Regions from separate parts of the Oryctolagus cuniculus genome. Here region 1 is linked to region 2. A link is a contact called in public Micro-C data. All regions are on one chromosome and are shown on one strand. The core of a region is the stretch at or near the end of the contact, and the rest is flanking DNA. Distances in the headings are between cores, read along the strand shown. Region 1 holds the start of LOC100352865 (heparan sulfate glucosamine 3-O-sulfotransferase 3B1). Region 2 holds the start of COX10 (cytochrome c oxidase assembly factor heme A:farnesyltransferase COX10).

Region 1 (5,495 bases), core at 2,939-5,438, 180 kb before region 2:
GATTAAATTTGCTAATCCTGTAAAACTTGAAACAGTGGCTGGCACACAGGGAAAACACTCAGTAAGTGTTAGCTAACAGTATTATTAAACCACACACACACACACACACACACACACACACACTGCACTTGGTTTAATGTCAGCCACCGAGTTAAAACGCCCACCTATGTGTACCACTCAAACTGGGGAAGGGGAATCCAGGAGTTTCTGTCCCTATAAAAATCTCAGACACGTTTCTGTATAACCAATAATAATATTTGGCACACTTAATTCACAAAGTGAGGTCATGCAAGTCCATGAAAATCCATCACCAGTTAAAACAGATTAAAGGTAAAAAAAAAAAAAAACTTTAAAAGTTAGATATTAAATGTTTGGCTAGTCCAAGTTTCAATCAAGATTCCAAGCCTAGATGTCTAGGGATGTGTCTTCTCCACCCCTTGCAAATGGCAAGTTTTGCAGAACCACACCCCGCCCCTACCCCAGTTTTCGGATGTTTCCCTACCCCACCACCACCACCACCCAGGGCCGGCAAGCCACCCCGAGGGGACCCCCGCCAGCACCTGCTGCTGCATTTGGAAGGTGGATTCCACGGGGCCGGATAATAAACTCGGGGAAGAGTCCCAATCACAGACGAAAACAAACTGGGTCAGGAGGCTGGGAAAGTAAAGATCTCCCCGTGCCGGGTGGCAAGGGGTCGGGGTTCCAAGGCCATCACCACCCCTTCGGATCGGGCTGCGGGGGCGAGAGTCTCATGCGAGCCGGAGTCCCATTCCGAAACTCCAGGCGCATCCGTCGGCCGCCCTGCGCCCCCAGAGCCGCACGCCTCGACCCATTAAACCGATGAACGAGTGACCCTGGCACCCAGCCGTGCGCGCCCGTGGCTGTGGGTCTCCCGCGCTGTCCCGCGACCCCGTTCCGAAGACTTGCCCCAGCCTCGCTTCCCAAGGGCCACTCTCCCGGGTGAGCGACGGGGCCCACCTCGCTTGGGCCGCCAGGCCTAGCAGAGCCCTGGGGCACGGCAGCGAGGCCCAAAGGCGCAGCGTGGGCGCCGGGAATCGGGATACCGCGCCCCGGGCCGGGAGTCTCTGTTTAAAAATCACCGCCTTTGCAATAATTCTGAAGCCAACACTTCTTTTTCCAGACAACTACAGTATTCTTAATTTATTAAAAAAAATGTTTAACTTAAACAGATAGCATTAAAGTTGCCTTTTCTTTAAAAAAAAAAAAAACCCACTAGCCCCGCGCTCCGGGGACGCTGCGTTTGGGGCCGGTGTGCAGCTTGCTCCTCCCGCAGCACGATCCACGGGGTCACGGCCGCGCGGGCCTGGTGCTTCCCGGGGCGCGACCGTCCGGCTCGGGAGGATGAAGGGGTGTCCCGGGCCCGCTGCGGATCCCGCAGGTTCAGCCGCCCCCGCGGCCGCTAGCAGCGCAGACGCAAGCCGCGAAGCCCGAGGGTCTGCAGTGCGTCTCTGTCCCTTACTCTGCGTTCCGAGGCCACGAAACGGGAGAGCGGCAGGTGGACGGCAAGTCGCCCGCACGACCTAGCGCAATCCGTGATTCTCCAGCCAGCCCCCCCCCCCCAACACTTGTCTGATCCCAGAAAATAAAAAAATAAAATAAAAGGAAAAGAAAAGAAAAGAAACCCGGGCTGCCTCCAGCTGTGGCCAGGTCCACCTTGGAAGGGCGCTGGCCTGCTCCCGGGACGGGGCGATGGGCGTTGTGGAAGCGGTGACAATACTATGGCCGCAGCGACGACAGCACACCACCGGGGAGGGGCCCAGCGTGCGCGCCCGGCTTTGCGCCCATTACACAGATGGCAGCTCTGAGGCGCGCTCACCGGACCAGAACCCTGAGCCCCGTGGGCGACTTCTCGCAACAACAAACGCACAGGGCTGTGGGGCCAGGGACTGGGCGAAGCCCTTCAGAGCGCGGGTTTGGGGGCGAGAGGTCGGCCCCTTCGGCAGTCTCCATCCTATCCGAGTCCCCACGGCGGGGTGGGGACAGGGAGCGGGGTGGGGGTGTGAGGGATCCCCGTTTTCCCTTCTCTCCGTTTTGTTTCCGGAAGTCTGCCGCCTCTTGGAAGCCCACTGGGTCTGGGGGGCTGGCGGGGACCCGTGCGCGCGCGGGCTCGGGGAATGATGACCGGAAAGAAGGAGACCCTCAGGGCGGAGACGGTGTTTGCAGACGCCGGAGTCTGGCAACCCCTTGCCCACCCGTGCGCCTCGCCCGGACTCTGCCAAACCACCTCTGCCCCAAGGCCCGGGAGCTGCGGGAAGCCGTGGGCAGCGGTAGCGATTCTGTCTGTCCCTTCGGACTGGAAAAAGAAATTTTGGGCAGCAGCCACCTCGAAGCTACTCTGGTTTCCAATCCCTGGATACCCTCACCACCACCACCACCACCCCAAAAAAAAGTCTTTGTGCCCCCGACGTGTCAAGAGCCCGCGGAGACACGCGTTCCTTGCTCTTCGCTCCCCCCAGCATCAAGGCCGGGGTAGGCGGGAAACGGGTGGGCCCTGCCCGGGAGGCGCCGGGAAGCCTTCAAAGCTGCGCGCCGCTCACACCGGCTGCAGTGCGCGCCTTTGCCCGACAGAGACCAGCACCGCTCCACGCTCCGCTCGCCGCCCGCCCCAGCTCACCCTCCCGAGCCCGAGACGCTGGAGCCGAGCGCGGGTGCGACGCCCCTCCCGGCCCCGGGAGCCAGGAGCAATGTTAACTCCGAAACCCACAACCTCCCTGCGGTCTCGGCAGGACGCTGTCGCCGCCCGATCCCCTAGAGTCTGGAGCGCAGAAACTGCTCAGAAGTTGGTGCAGGGAGCAGGCTGTGTCGGCGGGGGCGCACAACGCTCCTCCCAGCGTCCCGGGGGCTCCGCCAGGAAAAATTAAATCCTGGCGACCCTGATTGATGCGTATGGGGCGGCAACGCCATGGCTAGAGGGCACCCTGCTTCTCCAAGCGCACACCAAGTCGCTGCCCCGTTGCCTGTGGTTCTTGAGCACCGCGGACCACTGAGCCGCCGGCGCTGCGCCAGAAGTTTCTCCGGGTCTTGGCGAGAGCCGAGCTGGGCGCACCCGGCGTGCGCTCGCCCCCTTTGCAGCCTATGCCGCCGCCCCGCGCCCTCGCCCGCTCCCGCGCGCACTCACCGGTACCAAGCGAGGCCCTTGTCGTAGCTGCGGTCGAAGAAGTGGGGCTCGGCGCCCACGGCACGCACGTCGGGGTGCACGCGCAGGAACTCCAGCAGCGCCCGCGTGCCGCCCTTCTTCACGCCGATGATGATGGCCTGAGGCAGCTGCTTGCTCCCGGACCCACTAAAAAAGCTGGAGATGGGACTGGGGGAGTCCGGCGCCTCGGGACCCTGCTCTTCCTGGCTCGCGGCGCCCTCGTTGGCCAGCAGAGTGGCCGGCGGCGCCCGGAACGGCAACCTGGGAGGCGTCCCGTCCGCAGCGGTGGCCAGGGCGGCCGGCGGGGCGTGCGCGGCGCGGGAGCCCGAGCCCAGCAGCAGCCCTGGCGCGGCGGCGCAGGAGCCGGCGCACGAGTACAGGAACATGTAGAGCCAGACGCAAAGCATGGCGAAGAGCAGCGCGAGCTTCCTCCTCACCGGCGGCGGGGGCGGCTGCGGCTGCGACAGGAGCCGGCCCGGGACATCGAGGCAGGAGCGGCCGCCGCTCAGGCGCTGCCCCATGCGCTGCCCGCGGGCGCGGCCAGGGGCATGGCTCAGCACATGGCCAGGGTCCCGCCGGGGCAGTGAGCGCAGAGAGGGCTCCCCCTCCGCGGCTCGCCGGACGCTTATTGCCCCCGCGTGCCCGCGGTCAAAGCGGCCGCCGCTGCCGCCGCTGCCGCTGCTGCTGCTGCTCTCCAGGTGGCGGCGGCAGCTGTAGCGGCGGCGGCTCTTGACATGTTGTCCCGGGAGCAGCCGCAACTGGAACGCCAAGTCGGGGCGGCGGTCAGTGCTGGCCCAGGGGCTGCTCCTGCGGCGTCACGGCCCGCTGCGGGCTAGCAGAGCCCCTGCGCGCGCTCTCCCGGAGCGCTCGGGACGGTGCGCACGGCTGTTCGCCGGGGCTGCCTGCTCGCCGTTCTGAGCGCCCCAGTCTTGGAGAGCAGCCCCGGCGGAGGCTGCGGAGGAGAACTGCGCAGGAAGCCAGCGAGCAGACCGAGGTGGAGGGGGCGGGCCCGGCCTTGCGGAGTGACGGGCTGCTCTTCCTACCAGAAGCGGCGAGCACCACGCCGAGGGCGGGGCCTCACCCAGGACTCAGCAGCCAACCCGCTCCCGGGGCGTGGAGGTGTGGAAAGAGTTGGGGGCGGTGCAGAGCGACCGGGTGAGGCTATTGGCTTCGGGGGCGAGGGGGCGGGCTCATGGGGGCGGAGCCAGGGGCTGGTGCCAGCCGCAGATGCTGGGACGGATGCTGGAGTTGGCGGAGTGCTGGGAGAGGTCGCACCCCAGCGAGTGGCGCACTCGCGTGCGTTTCCGCGATCGCTCCCTGGGAGCCGGCCTGGGCTGCCGCTGCCCAGATGCCGGGACGCGAGCCCCGGTCCAGATGTGTCTCGGGCGCGATCCCCAAGTGTGCGCTGCAGGGTAGGAGAAGGGACTGGAGGAGGCAGGGGCGCCCGCAGGTGCACCCAAGGCCCGTGTCGAGCCGGTCCCTCGCCGGGGGCCCAGGAGGCACGCCCTTCCCGGACGGGCATCGGTTTGAGAAATGGAAGGCCTGTTTGGAAATCGCTTTTTTTCCCCTGTCTTTTCTTACTCTGTGCCAGGAGGTGGGCCTTCTCTCACCCCCACCCACCCACCTCGGCCTGCCTCTCTTTTAAGTGGGAAGTAAACCGTCCTCCAGGAAAAAAGAAAAAAAAATCTCTGCCTCTAAAACTGCCGGGGGGGGGTGGGGAGGGAGAAGGCGCGGGGAGAAATTAACTAAAAGGTAGAGTCTAGAAAAAAAGTTTCCTTTGGACACGCGTGCGCGCGCACCAGCGGAGTCAGCGCAGAAAGTTGTCCTCTGAGTATTGTGAGTTTATTGGACACGTTACGTTTGAGAACTTGTCCTTTCTCTTTTTCCCTGAATCGGTATTGAAGCCAACATTCGCCTTCAGGCAGGCGACAGGTTGGCTCGCTGACCTGTCGCCTTTCGCCGTAGAATGTGCCGATTTCGGGCACATCCGTCACCGAGTGGCACTCTTCTAATAGTCAAAGTCCAGCCGAAGCCTCCCCACTAAGTGTCTCCTGGGAACCCCACTCTCTGCCCAGAGTGGGGAAACAAAAGACCTGCCCCGAGGTTGGGAAGCGGGGGCTCCCAGGCACTCCAGCCGCTTTTGGGTGGGCAGAGGGGACCAGGGGCGCCGCCGCGCTCGGCTGCATTCCTGTCCCGGGCGTGTGGAGGAAGCTCAGGAGCCTCCGAGGCATCCCGGCGCCCGCAGCCCCGCGGCCCCGCGGCGGAGCGGCCGGCGGGCCTCCCAACACCTGGCGGCCCGTGGTTCCGGACAGAGCGTCTCTTCCGACGCCGGCCCCCG
Region 2 (5,372 bases), core at 1,304-3,803:
ACGTTCAGTCAGGGATGGTAACAGGTAACTAAGAAGTGATTCAAAATAAAGAAACATGGGCTTCAAAACAGAAAAATAAAAAAACTGGGGGGGCGGGGGATGGGCACTTGACCTAGTAGTTAAGACACCTGCCCCATTTCAGAGTACTTGCGTTCTATACTTGGCTCTTTTTTTTTTTTTTTAATTTTTATTCATTTATTTGAGAGGCAGAGTTAGACAGTGAGAGGGAGAGACAGAGAGAAATTCTTCCTTCTGTTGGTTCACTCCCCAAATGGCCGCAACAGCCAGAGCTGCACCGATCCGAAGCCAGGAGCCAGGAGCTTCCTCCGGGTTTCCCACGTGGGTGCAGGGTCCCAAGGAGTTGGGCCATCTTCTACTGCTTTCCCAGGCCACAGCAGAGAGCTGGATTAGAAGAAGAGCAGCCGGGACTAGAACTGGCGCCCATATGGGATGCGGGCGCTGCAGGCGGAGGATTAATCTACTGTGTCTTGATTCCAACTTTCTGCTAATGCACAGCCTGGGAGGCAGCAGTGATGGTTCAGGTAATTAGGTTCCTGTCACTCATGTGGGAGATCTGGATTAAGCTCCCAGCTCCTGAATTTGGCCTGATCCAGTCTTGGCCATTGTGGACATTTTGAGAGTGAACCAGCAGAGGGGACCTCTCTCTCTCTCTCTCTGCCTCTCAAACAAACAAATAAATAAGAACTTAAAAAATAACTTTTCATTATGGAAAATTATAGTTATATAAAAAAGCAGAAGACTTCAACAAACCCCATACTTATCCCCCAGCTTTCACAATGACCAAACCCTGGCCGGTCCTGTTTGACCTACGCTCCCTCCCACCTTACAAACCAGAAGGGGCCTTTGAGATCATCGTTTAATAACCCCATTTTATAGATGAGTAAACTCAGTTCTAGAAAAGTCAAGTGATTTGCCCTGAGATTACACAGACAATTAAAGATCTACAAAATAACATCATGAAAAACAAGGAAGAAAGAAGTCTCATGGAGTCACAGTGACCAACATTGCCAGATAATGCAGAGTTCATGAGTGGTAGGGTAGGCCTGAAAGTAGTTTCTGGGTATGACCAGAAGAAAGTTCCTGGCTTCTCCTATATGGTCTCCAACGGGGATCATCTGCAACATGTTCCCCACCCAGCCATTAGTTCTCACCCTAAAATACTGAGGGCAAAACAATTCCCAATTTCTTCTTCCACAGTACCACCAGGATAAATTTCCTCCATTCACAAATAATTACAGAGAGACAACAACACACACCAGGCCCAGTCCTAGGCACTGGGGACACAAAGGTGAACCAGAGAGGCAGACATTGTTGCTGCCTCCATAAAGGTTCTGTTCTTGGGACCAGCGCTGTGGCGCAGTGGGTGAAAGCCCCAGGCTGCAGTGCCGGCATCCCATATGGGCACTGGTTCGAGACCCGGCTGCTCCACTTCTGATCCAGCTCTCTGCTATGGCCTGGGAAAGCAGTAGAAGATGGCCCAAGTCCCTGGGCCCCTGCACCCACGTGGGAGACCCAGAAGCGGCTCCTGGCTTCGGATCAACACAGCTCTGGTCGTTGCAGTCCATTGGGAAGTGAACTAGTGGATGGAAGACCTCTCTTTCTCTGTCTGCCTCTGCCTCTCTGTAACTCTGCCTTTCAAATAAATAAAAATCTTTAAGAAAAATGTTTATATTCTCGTTGGGAAAAACACACAATAAACCAGGATATAAACAACAGATTGTACTAATCATGATGAAAGAAAGATAAAGGCTGATATCAGAAGACAGGGAGCCTTACTTTAGATACGGTGATTTGATAAGGAGACACAGAAGGCATTTGAGCTGAGTCCTTGCCAAGTGGTAGGGATGAGCATCTCAGCTCAATATATCATCTGTCACGGGTCTTTCAAGTGGAGGACTAACATCAGGGACCACGCTGATGGCGCAAAGTCTGGGGCAGGGCGTGGGAGGGGGTACGTACTGCTGTCTACAGTTGTCCTTATGTTTATCACTCTACACTGAAGCGAAGACTCCCAGTTACAAGGAAAGCCAGGAGGGAAGGCTGGGAAGCGAGCCTCTCATAAGCTAAGAGATTTGGGGAGCCCTAAGGTCCTGCCCTCTCCTCCAACTCTCACTCTCTGAAAAGCCAGAGAAGCACCTGACCCTGCCCACTCCTTCCCGATGGAGGAGACGGTGCGGACCACTGGGGATACAGTGCAAGGCTGGACCCTCGCTCCACGGCCTCCTCCCTCCAGGCTACCCCAAAAGTCACTTCCCCGCTTCCGCTGACCCGACCTCTCCAAGGGCTCCCAAGGTTGCAGGCAGCCGGAAACCACGGTCTCGCACGTGGCACGAAAGCAAGAATTTTCCCAAGATCGTGCCCGAGGCGGGTCTAGTACCTGTCAGGAGGCGTGAGGACAGAGCATGCGGGGATGCGGCCATAACGGACGAGTTCGGCCGCCCCCCAGGGTCCCGGTGTCTTCTGCCCTCACCGGCTGCTGGGCGCCGCCATCTTCCTTCCCCGCCCCCTCTGCGGGAGGAGGGACGCATCCGGTGCGTCACTTCCGGCGGGCGGCCAGTGGGAGGACCTCGCTCTAGCTGTGGGTGTGCTGGAGCTTCCCGGCCGGGCTGACGGCTCGGGGTCTGAGGTAAACTTTGGGAGAAAGCGTGGTGTGGCTGAGTCCTCCCGGGGAAAAAGGCGCGGCAGAGCTGCGCAGACGCCCCCGGCCGGATCCAGGGCCCCGGTGCTGTTTAGACGCGTGCTGGTGACCGGAGCGCCCGAGGACATCGGCGGTGCCTCCGCTCCCCTCCGGGTCGAGCAGTGCCCGCGGCGCCAGCTTGGCTGTCGAAAGGGAGTCGGGGTGGACTCGAGGGGTCGGGTCCCCGAGCCACACCCGGGGAACGGAGCCTCAGAGCGCCTCTGGGTGCAGAAGGTGCGGGGAGTGGCTCAGCCTTGGGGCTCTGGAGTGAGGTCTGTGTTTGAGCCAATTACGAAGTCGCTCGAACCCGGCTCCCCGCTCGTCTCGTTGTAGAACGGGGATCAGGACAGTGCACGTTTTATGAAGGAATTCACTGTCGCAGGCGCCTACCACGAATGGCAGCGATAAATTAGTTATCATCCGTGGTGGTCACTCCAGCAGAGCTCGGCAGCCCTCCCTTTACGGGGGAACTTCAAAAAGCTCATGGAAAATGGAATTAAATCCTAGTTTGGATGCAAAAATGTTTTGAAATCCATTGGAAACACGTACTATGGAGGGGGAAAAAAAACTCATGAAATTCAAATAGTGTTTGCAGCAGCCAGATAAACTTGTTTTAGTTCTGTTTCTCCACGGACTTTTGAAGTCTCCTAGTATCTCCTTGATCAGCGAAAGTGCATTGAAGAAAAGACTCCGCTTTTGAAAAAGCTGGTTCTACAAGGGTAGTTCCTGTTTTCGGGCTGGGGTGGTGGCCATTTTGGGCCACCTGGGCTAGCATTGCTAGGGACAGGGGCACTGAGAAGACGGCTCCGGGTGGGAGAGGAGCGTACCCTATGCCAGTGGTGGACAGCAGGGTTGTCGTTAGGACGGTCCGTGTGATAGGCTGATGTGGAAGGTTCTGGAAAGCCCTGAGGTGCTGACATTTCTGTGTAGTTGGGGTAGAGAGGGCTCCAAAGATTTCAGAAGAGTTCTCAGTGGAAGGTGCAATAGGATTTTTTCAACATGCAAGGACGGGAAAGGGCACTCCACAAAGAGGATAACAGTCTTCAGGACTGATAGAAGTTTCCAGATTTCAGGACCGGCATGGTGGTGCACTAGGTTAATCTTCTGCCTGCGGTGCCAGCATCCCATATGGACCCCGCGTTCTAGTCCCAGTTGCTCCTCTTCCAGTCCAGCTCTCTGCTGTGGCCCACGAGGGCAATGGAGGATGGCCCAAGTGCTTGGGCGCCTGCACCCAAATGGGAGACCAGGAAAGAAGCTCCTGGCTCCTGGCTTCGGATCCACGTAACTCTGGCCATGGTGGCCATTGGGAAGTGAACCAATGGAAGGAAGACCTTTCTCTCTGTCTCTCTCTCTCTCTGTCTGTAACTACCTGTCAAATAACTAAATAAAAATCTTTGAAAAAATAAGTTTCCAGATTCCTGGTAATTTTCCATTTTTTTTAAAGATTTATTTTTTTGAAAGGCAGAGTTACAGAGAGGCAGAGGCAGAGAGAGAGGGAGAGGGAGGGAGGGAGGGATGGGTCGGTCTTCCATCCGCTGGCTCACTCCCCAATTGTCGAAACAGCCGGAGCTGCACTGATCCGAAGCTAGGAACCAGGAACTTCTTAGGGTCCCCCATGCGGGCGCAGGGGCCCAAGGACTTGGGCCATCTTCCACTGCTTTCCCAGGCCATAGCAGAGGGATTGGAAGTGGAGCAGCCAGGACTCGAACCAGCTCCCATATGGGAGGCTTTACCCACTATGCCACAGCGCCAGCCCCTTTCCACATGCTTTTATAAACAGTTGATGTTTACATCCAGGGCAAAAATTGTCCCGTTTATGAGTGACTCATTAAGGCTCAAAGAGTTTTTAAGTTATTTGGCCAAAGTCAACTAACTGCTGAGTGCCAAAACCAAGGCCAGAACCCCTATACCTGTTACAGAGTTATTTTCACCATGCCATAAGGCCTCATTCAACTAAAGCCTCTTGAAGAGCCTCAGCTTCTGTGATGTATAAAGCACAGTATTTCAGTCTTGGCTGTCCTTAAAACTTAAACTACCAGAGTCCTGAGCCACCTCCAAGTGTGAATCAGAAGAGGTGTGGGGTAGATGGAGACTGAACTGTAATTTTCTTTTAAAGTACCACCAGTGATTTGGGTACACAGAACTGAGAATCCTAGGTTCCAGGTTTCATGCAACAACACAACTGTGTCTAAAAGTTTGATTAATGTGAATATTAGATTTTGTGTACTCAAAAATAGGAATTTCTAAGTTGCTTAGGTTTATGATAGAGAAGTTTAATAGTCAGATACCTTCTTGGCAAACAGATTTTTCTATCATTTAAAAAATTTTACAAAAATGGGGGCAAGGTATGACAAAATACTCCATTGGATAAACAGATTTTTATTTATTTAAGGAAACCAGAGTAAATGATTTATGGAAGAAGAGTCTAAAAGATTAGCGTATTCTGGCTTTACTAGAAAATACATATAATCTGTCTAACATTTGTAATTACCATGCTTCTGAAAAATAATTCCTGAAAGTGCTTTTGGAAAGAATAATGTTCTGTGGCTGCGTTCATTGACTTGGCCACCCATAGCTGCAAGGGAGGCTGAGAAAGCAGGGAACAGGATTGTGGTGACAGCTTAAGCCAGTCACTTCATCATTATGGACCTACACATATTGTTGTCCCAGTTCA

Evidence for each region. Hi-C and Micro-C count contacts between places; a contact is called where the count stands out from the background.
Region 1: a contact with region 2 is called in a Micro-C map of ear pinna, with 7 times the contacts expected there. The contact joins the promoter of LOC100352865 here to the promoter of COX10 in region 2. A contact is called at or near these places in 2 of 6 Hi-C or Micro-C datasets (ear pinna and an unstated tissue).

The regions. Positions count from the first base shown.
Region 1 is chr17:58,230,856-58,236,350 of mOryCun1.1, reverse strand. It overlaps LOC100352865 (heparan sulfate glucosamine 3-O-sulfotransferase 3B1), which reads right to left and starts at 4,188. Exons shown (of 2, transcript XM_002718869.5): 1 at 3,140-4,188. The coding sequence starts at 3,678.
Region 2 is chr17:58,045,307-58,050,678 of mOryCun1.1, reverse strand. It overlaps COX10 (cytochrome c oxidase assembly factor heme A:farnesyltransferase COX10), which reads right to left and starts at 2,553. Exons shown (of 7, transcript XM_002718961.5): 1 at 2,399-2,553. The coding sequence starts at 2,549. LOC103351459 (a long non-coding RNA gene) reads left to right here and starts at 2,540. Exons shown (of 3, transcript XR_007911390.2): 1 at 2,540-2,647.